4 separate regions of the Mus musculus genome follow, and regions 2, 3 and 4 are each linked to region 1. A link is a contact called in public Hi-C and HiChIP or PLAC-seq data. All regions are on one chromosome and are shown on one strand. Each heading gives the region's core, a stretch centred on a gene start, on an enhancer-like site or on the middle of the called end of the contact. The rest is flanking DNA. Distances are from core to core; before and after follow the strand shown.

The links. Hi-C and Micro-C count contacts between places; a contact is called where the count stands out from the background. HiChIP or PLAC-seq counts read pairs in DNA pulled down with a chosen protein or histone mark.
Region 2: a contact with region 1 is called in a Hi-C map of bone marrow-derived macrophages, with 20 read pairs. The contact joins the enhancer-like site here to the promoter of Mindy3 in region 1. A contact is called at or near these places in 3 of 39 promoter capture datasets (the 3T3-L1 cell line and frontonasal cranial neural crest), 2 of 484 Hi-C or Micro-C datasets (bone marrow-derived macrophages and cortical neurons), 4 of 115 datasets of contacts at active chromatin or transcription factors (bone marrow-derived macrophages, embryonic midbrain, embryonic stem cells and 1 more) and 1 of 9 other capture datasets (pancreatic islet).
Region 3: a contact with region 1 is called in an H3K4me3 HiChIP or PLAC-seq map of bone marrow-derived macrophages, with 3 times the contacts expected there. The contact joins the enhancer-like site here to the promoter of Mindy3 in region 1. A contact is called at or near these places in 6 of 39 promoter capture datasets (the 3T3-L1 cell line, 3T3-L1-derived adipocytes, cranial neural crest and 3 more), 1 of 484 Hi-C or Micro-C datasets (bone marrow-derived macrophages), 11 of 115 datasets of contacts at active chromatin or transcription factors (bone marrow-derived macrophages, cardiomyocytes, embryonic forebrain and 6 more) and 2 of 9 other capture datasets (adipose tissue and liver).
Region 4: a contact with region 1 is called in an H3K27ac HiChIP or PLAC-seq map of extraembryonic endoderm stem cells, with 4 times the contacts expected there. The contact joins the promoter of Pter here to the promoter of Mindy3 in region 1. A contact is called at or near these places in 2 of 39 promoter capture datasets (cranial neural crest and liver), 1 of 15 datasets of contacts at CTCF or cohesin (the NIH/3T3 cell line) and 1 of 115 datasets of contacts at active chromatin or transcription factors (extraembryonic endoderm stem cells).

The regions. Positions count from the first base shown.
Region 1 is chr2:12,418,123-12,420,975 of GRCm38.p6, reverse strand. Mindy3 (MINDY lysine 48 deubiquitinase 3) reads left to right here and starts at 1,516. Exons shown (of 15, transcript NM_024185.4): 1 at 1,516-1,817. The coding sequence starts at 1,724.
Region 2 is chr2:12,052,457-12,055,156 of GRCm38.p6, reverse strand. No RefSeq gene overlaps it. Among named protein-coding and RNA genes, the nearest start is that of Gm34768, 150 kb to the right of the region's middle. Within about 2 kb of position 1,271, at least 46 of the 459 cell types and tissues checked have an H3K27ac peak or open chromatin away from gene starts, as enhancers often do. A contact at or near this core is called in bone marrow-derived macrophages, where this site is marked.
Region 3 is chr2:12,022,306-12,025,005 of GRCm38.p6, reverse strand. No RefSeq gene overlaps it. Among named protein-coding and RNA genes, the nearest start is that of Gm34768, 120 kb to the right of the region's middle. Within about 2 kb of position 1,340, at least 22 of the 459 cell types and tissues checked have an H3K27ac peak or open chromatin away from gene starts, as enhancers often do. A contact at or near this core is called in adipose tissue, bone marrow-derived macrophages and liver, where this site is marked.
Region 4 is chr2:12,922,603-12,925,314 of GRCm38.p6, reverse strand. Pter (phosphotriesterase related) reads right to left here and starts at 1,274. Exons shown (of 6, transcript NM_001305437.1): 1 at 1,117-1,274.

The DNA of each region.
Region 1 (2,853 bases), core at 267-2,766:
CACAGACACACACACAAATAAATAAATGTAATTTTTTTTTTTTTTTTTGAGACAGGGTTTCTCTGTATAGCCCTGGCTGCCCTGGAACTCACTTTGTAGACCAGGCTGGTCTTGAACTCAGAAATCCATCTGCCTCTGCCTCCTAAGTGCTGGGATTAAAGGTGTGTGCCATCATGCCTGGCATGAATGTAATTTTTTAAAAAATAATATAGAGAATACAAGAGACATTTTTAAAAACTCATGAGGAAGGCCGTGGTCACAACAGGTATTTTTAGCAATCCCCTGGTACTACAGGGAAGAATGCTTTAAAAAAACTATACATTAGGAAACCCTTGTTTTCAAACTGGGTGATTTAAAATGAGTTCATTTATCTTAACTAGTTAACGTGGAACAAGATAAGATATCTGTATTTTGAAATCAGCAAACTATGTGTCTTGAAAAATTACTATATTAAATAGCAAGGTGCCTAAAATGTGAGTCATTGGTGTTGCATCAAATTGCCACAAAATATCTTAATGAATAAAATATCCCTTGTTTTGTGAATATATTCCATATGCCAGAAAGGACCTGGATCCTTTTACACATTTTTTTTCTTTTATACCTCACAATATGTGTAATGGTGATAAGTGTATGGCAATTACTAATTTAGGGAACAACAATCAAAGGTGGAGTGAAGCTAACTTGATATTCAGCATGGAAGAGTCTGGGGTTTTCATGACTCAGAGTCCGACTTCCAAATAAGTATGAAATACTGCATTCCAGAAACAAATAAGCAAACAAACACCCCAATGTCCACAAACTTTTATAATGCACATTTGCCCTTTCCATTCCTAATTGTCAAAGCCAACCAATGAAAATTCTTTTTTAAATGCCACAAATAGTTTTCATACTAAGTATAATGGAATGTTAATCCTTGAATAAAACCTGGGTCTTTAATCCCAAGTACTGCCAACATAGGGGCCTTAAAATTTCGATATGAAATCTGTGCTATTTATCAATTGGTTGGTTTAGGTCAGCTTAGCCCCAGTTAGCTTTGTAATGTGTTATACCTGTAGAGGTATTTTAAATACACAAATGCATTTACAGGTGTAACTAGCTAATGACTTGGTTGGATTTTTTTTTTTTTAAGGTTTATCAAGAGACTGAGGAAGGCAACTTTCAACTCAAGGGTATAGCCCATCCTCTTATAATTCTAGCTTACATAATATTCTAGATTTCAAGGACCAGGTAACAGCAAAAGCCTCAAAGCCTGCTACAAAAGTAGAGCAGAAATCAATTTTTTAAAAAAGGTTAAGAAAAAAAGTAGAGCAGAGTCCAGGAGAGGAGGTCTCAGCCCCCTGGTAGGGCAGTGCAAAAGTCAATAGTCCAACTATCCCCAAACAGGACAGCTCCCAAAAAAAGCCAAAGTCTCCTAGCGTTTAGAGACTCTCTCTCCACTTCTGCTTCCGGGGAAGAGATTTTTTTTTTTTCTCCCAGCCCTCCGCGGGGGCGGGGCTAAAGGAAGCCGGAAGTCAGGCCGCTTCCGGCAGGGGAAACTCCTAGTTGCCGCTTCGCCCGGCTTGACAGGCGGTCTGTGCCGGCAGTGTGCTGCCCTCACCCATCTCGACCTCCCGTTCGCGTCCGACCGCTGCCGTCCCGCTGCCCTTTTCTCGAGCCTCCCCTTCCCTATGTTCCGGGACCGGAGTCCGAGAAGCAAAGACCCACTTCTTGTCCAGTTCCCATCATGTCCGAAGTGACCAAAGAGCTGCTGGAGCTGGTGTGGGGCACCAAGAGCAGTCCCGGACTGTCGGACACCATCTTCTGCCGCTGGACGCAAGGTACCAAGGCAGGGCTCCGTTCCAGCCGCTCAGCTTGGGCTCCGGGAGTCGGGCCAGGACGCCTCTTTCGGTCCCATTACCCCCGCTCCACCATCTCGCCCCGACCCCATCACCTCGGGTACCTGGCGCTTGGCCCCAATGCCCATTCTTCACCAGTACCCGTGCTTGGTCCCAGTAACCACGCTTTAGGCACTCGGGGCACCCGCGTTCTGTCCCAGTAGCTCCAGCCCCTCCGGTCCCCTCACTCCTTCCCTGTGCTCGCGCTTAGTATCCCGGCTTCAGTCCCTCTAGTATCCGCACTCTTTCCCCGTACCAGCCCTTGGTCCCAGTACCCCAGCTGCGGCTGCTCGGCTTCCCGCACTCGCTTTCTTTCCCTGTACCGGCGCTTGGTACTAGTACAACTCTAATCTTCCGGTACTCGCACTCTTTCCTACAGAGTTTGATCCCAGTACCCCTGCTCTGACCACTTTCGGGACTCTGCGCTCAGTTCTAGATCCCGGACTTGATTCCAATAACCCGGCTCAGACACCTCGGGTACTCTGTGTTAGGTTCTATTGCCATTGCTCTGGCCTGTTGGATACCCAGAGCTAGTACCCCTGCTCCAATTAGTGGTTCTCAGCCATCCTAATGTTGTGACCCTTTTATGCAGCTCCTCATGTTGTGGTAACCCCTAATTATAAAAGTATTTTGTATAAAAGTACTTCATAACTGTAATTTTGCTACGGTTACGTAGTAATATAAATATCTAATATGCGACTCCCAGGGGGTCGCGACCCACAGGTTGAGAACCATTGCTCTAAATGGCTTTTGATGAGGAAGAGTTTGAGTGAGAGAGTGTTTACCAAAGAACGCAAGTGCCTCTGCCACTCTGGGCTAACCTGCTGCAGGAGTGAAAGGGGAGGGGCCCTGGGACTGCAATGTGTGATACAAAGAGGGTGCCACTGTTAAGATCATTACATCTCCAGCCTTCGAGTGAGCTTTAAGTTATCGTCAGTGTTTGGAATGTTTTTTGGATGGGTGGTGGGAGGGTGGAGAT
Region 2 (2,700 bases), core at 22-2,521, 370 kb after region 1:
TAGAGTCTGCAGTAGTATGATTGCTCTCAGCCTGTCCTGGCTCCCAGACCATATCCTTCTTCAGAGGTATCCCTCTACATGGATATGCTCATATCATCGGCCTCATCTTCACCTGTCAAACTCATCTTAGTGTCTACTTTTTCCAGGACTCAGACTATCCTAGCCTGGTGGCCCTTCTGTGAAACACAACTGTGGCTGGAGAGATGTAGAGGACTCCCTGGTGACAGGCCCTCAGCTGGTCTGAACACCAGGCATGTACTTTCTTTTCTAGTCCAAAAGGGCAATGCTTTGATGCTTTTAGACACACATATTGAGAGAGAGAGAGAGAGAAAGAGAGAGAGAGAGAGAAAGAGAGAGAGAGAGAGAGATGCAGACAGACAGAGACATAAACACACACACAGATGGGGAGAGGTGGGAGAGAAAGACAGAAAAAAGGGGGAGAGACATTCAGAGACAGAAAGAGAAGGAGAGAGAGAGATGAAGATGGGTTGGGGGACTTCTTGCTTCAATTTCTGTTAAATTTGTCCCAGTTTCTCCCCTGCCTCCAGCCATGTGTGCATCTTCAGCACCTGACCTGGTACATACTTCAGTACAGATTATAAACTTCATACTTCATTTTTGTCCTCTATAAAAGAAAAAGTTTCCTGTGAGATTTCAAGTATAATTAATCCCTTTCTTTTCAATGTGACCCTCCTCCCCAATGGCTAGGGAACCTTTTCACGCTGTTTTTAACTCTCTCTTGGGTTTCTGTCCCTATTCCACGGGAGGTTTGTCAGTCTTTCTCCACCTCAATAACTCCTTTGAAAGTAGCAGTGAGTCAGCCTGGTTGCTGACTCTTCTGCCGACCTCATCCTTGTTAAAGATGTTTGAAATCCAAATGTTCCCCTGCTGGACTATGAAGGATCTCTCTGCTGCAAGCTAAAGGAAGGTGGGCCTGCAAATACAAATTCAGAATTTCTAAGTGGAAATTTCAAAAAATTCAGGAAGAAAAATAAACAACTCTCCCTGGAAGAAGGCCCTCTCTTTGATGACCTTTGCTGATCCAGGAACTCCTTGGGGGGTCCTTTCCACCTCTGGACATAGGGCAGAATCCTGGGGAGGGTCACTGCCCCAGATGTGGCTGGCGCCTCCTTTTGTCCCCTAAGCTACACACACACACACACACACACACACACACACACACACACACACGCACACGTCTTATTTTATCTTCCTGGTGATGTAAGCTTTGGCACTGACTCATGGTCCTTGTGGAGGTTTGCGTGAGTAACTGAGCCAAAACCCTTATAGAGAGATGCACAGAGTGATTCGGAGAGCCCCTGAATATGTGCAAACAGTACCTGCCATTGTTTTCTGCCATTTGATTTTTTTAACTCTTCCTCCTGTTTCCTTGCCTAAGGCAGCAAAGCTGTCTCCAAACGCTATACTAGGAATTCTCGGGTTGTAGCCAACAGGAAGAACCAGAGGCCCAATGCCACATCTCACAAAGCACTGGCCCAGGCCTGGTGGGACAAGAGAAGACCTCACTCCTCCTGCTGTAACTGTGATTCCCAAGCTATCCAGTAGATCTGGCCAACAACTATCAGGGCACCACATCAGCTCAGAGTCCAGTCCCTGCTTTAGCAGAAATGACTAAAATAGAAGGCTTTTCTAGACAAACAAATAACAGATTTTTTTTTTCTACTGCTTGTTCCTGTTTCTATTTTACTGTCCTTGGGGAATGTAGAAAAAGCAAATATTATCTATAGCGATTTCCTCTTATTAGTGACCACATGCAGGAGGCTTTATGTCCCCAAAGAATTTGTGACCTTTCCCAAGAAGACTTTCTCTAATATCCTCTCTCCAGTTATTTATTGTGACACTTCCAAAATAAACAACCATACAACCAGACACAGCCTGGATAGAGATGCCTGGAGTGAGGAGGGACTGCTTTCTAGCCATCTGCATAGAGAAATGGAATGATACCTTAGTCTGCTGAACTCAGTTGAGTTTTTCCAGTCACCCTTAAAGGCTGCAAGACCACGGGTTCCCCAGCTTCCTGTTCCAACTAAGAGGCAGCCACTTTGAGAGACAGATATCCCCATCCCTAAATGTAAATCTCTTGTGGCTATCCACAGGGTTCATGCAGCATTCAGGCAAGGTCTGGGATTTACATAGTGTGTTGAAACTAAGCCTTCAACAATTGTTCATCAAGTTTAATCTTAGCTTACAAATAGCCCTGCTAAGAGGTAAGGAATTCTGTCCTTCTTGGTATAGATACAAACCCTTCCATCTAAAAGCATGCTTTCTAAATCTAAACTCCACTGCAGATGTCCTAAAATGGAAGAAATCAAGCAATGAGATGTAATGGAAGACATAATTAATTGTCCTAGAGCTAGTGACCAAAATCACAATGAAGCAGGTCAGTCCTTGAAGACTTGAGTAATCCCTGAGTGACAGAAGAGAAACAAGAGCAGCCCACCACCCCGCCACATTTGAGGGTTTAGACACATCTTACTGTGTACCCTAGAGATGTCTCCCAAAAGCTTTGATATCTCCAGAGACAACTTCAGAAAGGAATGATGACTTTGTAGGTGAACCTTGTATGAAGCTACCTGCATCCCCGAGAAATCACTAAAGCTAAATTCTCTAACCTGAACAATGCAATGAGCCCAAGAGGCCCAGTGGCACACAAAATAGGAGTGGAGTTATTGCACCAAC
Region 3 (2,700 bases), core at 91-2,590, 400 kb after region 1:
AGTTCTGGTTGCTAAGTAACCATGAACCAGAAGAGAAAGGACAGGAAAGACGGACAAGAATGTAGGAGAAATGCATGTGTATGGGCAAATATGGTAGACCAGATGTAAATCACATCTGACTTTAAATAATGCACCGGGCACCAGTATAGAAAATACCAGTTCACCTACTAGAATGTTGCAGATATTCTTCCAGACTTGATGTAATAGTTAAGCTAAAATTAAATAAGAATTTGAAAGCATTATAAGGTTCTTAAGAAAGATAGCACGCACAACTATACTGAAAATCTAAGCGTAATGATTTTATATATGTATTTTAGGATTTTCTGTCTGGAAAGTTGGGGAGTGGAGGTATTTATTATTTTCTTTATATTATCTAGTAATTTATAGTTAGGAGTAAATATACACTATTGAAAAAGGAAATGGAACTAACACTGTTAAGAAAACTGTTGTAGACATTTGCTTCTTAATTTGATCCCACACTGTAAGACACTTGAGAGCAAACAATATATTTACAGGAAGCTCATGAAATACTATGATGTTTTATATATTTATGTGAGGTACATAAAATATCCTAGGGTTTTACATATTTATTATGTCTAAGAATAAGGATCTTAGAAAGCCTATCAGCACTGAGTCTAAGGTCTAGCTTGGGATGGATGCATCAAGCCTGCACAGTATATCCCCATGGCAACAAGCACCCTCCAAAGAAGACCCCCAGAGTCTGGCAATTGTGGTTTGATGGCTATGTCACAGAGGCAACAAGCTTAGCAGCCTGACCTGATTCATCCTCTAATGAACAGATGGCTCACCGATGGCCAGAGCAGGAACTTTGAGTGCACACGTAGATGACTTCAGTTCCACTTTCTAGAAAGAAAAAAAGGCTTACAGTGACACTTCACTCCCGGAGACAGGCAGATACTTTCCCAATGGTCTTCATAAGGTTATGCTCTCAAAACAAGACACAAGGCAGCTGTTTGGGACACTGCCCTATCTACAGCGTCTCCCTGCTACACTCTGTTGGTGTTGGCACTAGGAAGTATCACAGGAGAATTCAGTTATCATAACACTGGGAAGACAGGGGACTAGGAAACAGCACCAGGAGGAAAGCCAACTCCTTTGATTTCTGGCCACCCTTGCCCTGGCTGTCACAGAATCTCCTAGCAGGCTGTGAATGCTGCCTGATATCGTTTCGGGCCCCAGGGCTTGATGATGCTTTGGGATTTTCAATCCTTTCAAGCATGTCTTGATGTCTTCCACTTTATACACTTCTGACCCTCTCTGCTCCATGACTTACTCGCTCATCTGCTGAAGATGCTCCTTCAACTTCCTTTAAAATAAATATGACCTCCCCTCACTCCGGCCCCCTTCTTCCTTCCAGGATGTGGCTGGCTGCCAGCAAGTCAAGGGTTGAGATCAAAGGGAAGTCACTGCTAAGCAAGGGAAAACACACATTGTCAGCTGCGGTCTTCCAGACAATGTGACTCACAAGAAGGGGTGACACAGAAAAAGGGGAGAGTAAAGACTTAGGATCGCTTCCCACCTCTTAGTCGTGATTGAATGAGGCTGGCCTGCTAACAGAAGGAAGGAAGCCATGTTCGTTGAGATTTATGACCAGAGTCTAGTGTTGCCTGCTGGAAATGTACTAAACACTGGACATAAATCTCTAACTTGGAGATCCCTGTTTCTTCTTGAGAAACTAAATCTCATCAACTAGACAGTATTTCCTTATCACACCTCGGCCCCAAAACAAAGGCGCAAAATGTCACCCAAAGTGATCTTTGCAGAGCCACTGAGATTCCTAATGCCCTGTTTAGTTGACTGCAGAATTTCTCACACTCTGCAGAGGTACCGCATGCCAAGGTTTTCTAAGTTGCAAGCCCCTTACTTTGATAAGCTGGGCAGCTAAGTCTACCATGGGGAAACAAGTGTCAGAAGGACTTTCTATGCTCTGTATCTGAGGCAAGACAAAGTTTTCCCTTCCCCTCAGGCTTCTTCAGAGAGTCGTTGTACACAACCTAGGATGTGTAATATGTGCATTTTAAAAAGAATTTTAAATTCTATTTTTAAGTAACAGGGTTTTTAAAAAAAGGAAATACATATAAAGAAACCAATAAAAATTATCTACGTCCACTCAAAAATTTCATGTCTACTAAAAGAATCCACATTTAAGAAATCACAAAAAAAGTCAGGCATGTGACCTGGAATAATAACCCCAGTGCTGGTGAGATGGACAAGCTGACCCCTGGTGCTCTCTGACCAATCACTCTAGCCTAACTAATACTTTTCCACAGTGGTGGTAACCCATAGTACATAGAGCTGGACCACTGCTCAGTCCAACTAGTACTTTATTTCATTTCTTTGAGATAAGACCTCTCTATCCCAAGCTGGTCTTGACCTCTTTATGTGGCCCAGGGTGGCCACCAACTCTCAATCCTCACACTTCAGCCTCCCAAGAGCTGGGGCTATAAGTATACATTATCATGCCTTGTTCTAACAAATGGTATTATTGTTGACTTTTAAAATCTTATTTTAATAAAATAATTTAAAACAATTAATTGACATTTTGTAGTAACTATTTTAAAATATGACAAATCAACAACTTTAAAATTAAAATATAAAAACCTTCTAAGAATGTAATGGTAGACAAGCGAGGAAGGCTTCTCACTGCTATGTAATTGGTGGAGAAATATCATACTGATC
Region 4 (2,712 bases), core at 25-2,524, 500 kb before region 1:
GGTAAATTTCAAAAAATAAGTACTTGGACATCCCTAGGATTCAGGAACCAGGAACAGAAATAAAATCTGTTTCCTCTTTGACTCCAAAACTACATATACTATGTTTCAGTTACTTTGATAATTTTAAAGTAACATCCAGCCTCCATAAATAAAATCATAATTTCATAAAGACACACTAGCAGAATCTGGTGTTCAAATTATCCTTTTGAAAATTGTCATCTGACTGATTGATAGTCAGAAATAGTCTGATCTTTTTCTTTTCGGTGCGCACTGCGATTCTCTCTCTTTCTCTCTCTCTTTCCCCCTCTCCCTCCTTGTCTCCTCTCTTCTTCCCTTTCCTTTTTCTTTTCTTTCTTTTTTTTTTTTTTTTGGCGTGAATTCATTATTTATAGAATGGCACCAGGCCTCAAGGATACTGTTGGACATCCATCCATCCCTTCTGTCTATGTAAACTAAAATGGAATGGTCCAAGTGGTTGTCTAGTCCCCGGGACCACTCATTCTTTCTTTGTCGCAACGAAAGCAGTATCCTTGAGTACAAAAAGTAAACGCTTGTTAGTCACTCCATGTCGGAGGAGATTTGAAGATGTCTGCCCTGGCAGGTATCACTATATCTAAGGCATCTTTACAGCCACCACTCAGAATCAGGGCGTATAAACTTTGCTCAGATATCTAAGGAGTCACATTTAAGTGTTGCAATACAGCTACAAGAAGGTAAACAATCCAGGAGAAAGTGGATTCTGCTGTTGAAGTTTGTTAAAGAAACCGGAGCAGGGAACAGATGCCTCCACCTTCCATTTCAGCCCATGTAGGGAGAGCAAAGCTACTGCAACAGGTCCCTAGAGTTCAGCAGTCAGACAGAACCGAGCAAGTACAGCACGGGACCTGCTCAGGGCCTCGAGCTTTCAAATCAGACTTTGGGAGACCTGAGGTTGGGGGAAGGTCAGCGCCCTCTGAGCCCAAGTCAGTTCTCCAAGGCTCCTGAAGCCAGGCCCCATGGTCTTTGCAACTCCGGGACCTCCAGAGAAAGGTGGCAGGGCCGCTTCCCCTTTCCCAGGGTGCCGCTCCACGTGGCTGCTTGCAGGACAAGCCCTGAGTTCCAGGCCTAAGTCCTCACCTTTCCTACCAGGTCCACAGCTACTTAACCAGCTCCGGGGCTTCCTTCATTCCGCGCTGTGCGCCGCCTTCTCCCCCTGGGAACTTGACTTGAGCTAGGTCGGCTTCCCCTCCCTTTGGGAAGTTGTCTCTCTCTTCCACCCCCACCCCCACCGCATCATCGCCTCACCCTGCCGCCGTCCCCTCCCTCCGATCCTCCCACTTTGCATGTCCACTAGCCTTTTCCCCGCCCACTGACCCTAAGTCACTCCCACTCAGATTTAAAACCACTCCCTGTGAGCCCGCGCCAGCTCTGAAACCCCGCCCATTAGGTTTCTGCTCTGACAGGGAGGATTTTAAGTCCAGGCTGAACTCCCACCAGCTGGAGGCCCTACTCAGGAGCAAGCCTGAAGTTTGCAGCTAAACTGCTCTCAGAGGCTGAGTTAAGAGCCCACCCAGTCTACATCCTAATTATCCCATTTCTCTTTGGCTCAGCTGATGTGAAATCCCCAAGGAGAAAGTAAGCTACTGGATTTTGCCCAGGTCTCAATTACAGACTCCTTGAGTAATTTTTTTTTCCTGTGTCCTCCAAGACAAGCACTGCCAATTTGATGTCATGCTGCGTTTTGTATCCCTATGATTAACACAGGGAATTCTGGCTTTCTCTCTTTTGTTGATTGTTTTGTTTTGGTTTTTTTTTTTCGTTTTCCTGGACCTGCTTGCTGCATTTAAAACTTGAGTGCTGTACTAGACCACATGAAGCAGCCCTACTACTTGGCATCACTGAACCAAGCTCAGTCAATATGCACTAGTCTGCAAATCATGGTCTTAGGAGCCGCTGTCACCATACAAAGTCTTACCTGTCTGCATTGAACTCCCATTTCATTTTAATCTGAAATCCGAGGAAGAGGAAGAACTTAGAGCAGTCATTTCTAAGGAAGACAGGTTTAGAGCTAAGAATCAATGGCTTATGAAGGCAGTTCTGTTACACTTGGAAACCAACCTGTTTCTGCTTAACGTTTAAAAATAGAGTTTTACTTGTTTAAAGGTTGTTACATTGTATTGTGTGTAGGTGAAAACGGTTTTCCTCGGAATTTCTTTCACTATATGGGTTCTGGGATGGAATTCAGATGGGCAAATCACCTTTATCTGCGAAGCCAGTCTGCAGGCAGTTTTTCTCTGATTACAGACAAGGAAACAGACTTAGAGAAGGCTCTTCAAGTTCTAGGCCAGGACTAAACTGCAGTTTAGTTTATATCAACCATGGTACCATATCTTCTTAGGGAGCTTTGATTGGAAGGCAGAAAATACTTTTATTTAAGTCAGAAGGAAAGAAAGAAGGAAAGTTACACAGTTCCCTTCTCTTTCTTTCCTCGATTACTTCTCTTTTTAAGCAATGCTACAGTAGGAGAAGCCCTTGATAAGGGGGTTAGTAAGGGGCAGATATTGAGAAAAATTTAGCTAGGTAAATCCTAGAATAAACATAGGGTCTCAAACTAAGAGAGGGGGAGAATAAATGTGGAAGTTAGGAAGAGCAGAATGCCCTCCCATGAGTAAGTCTTGCCTTTGCGTCCTGGGAGACTTGAATATTGTTCCCATGAGTGGGGCTCACACTGGG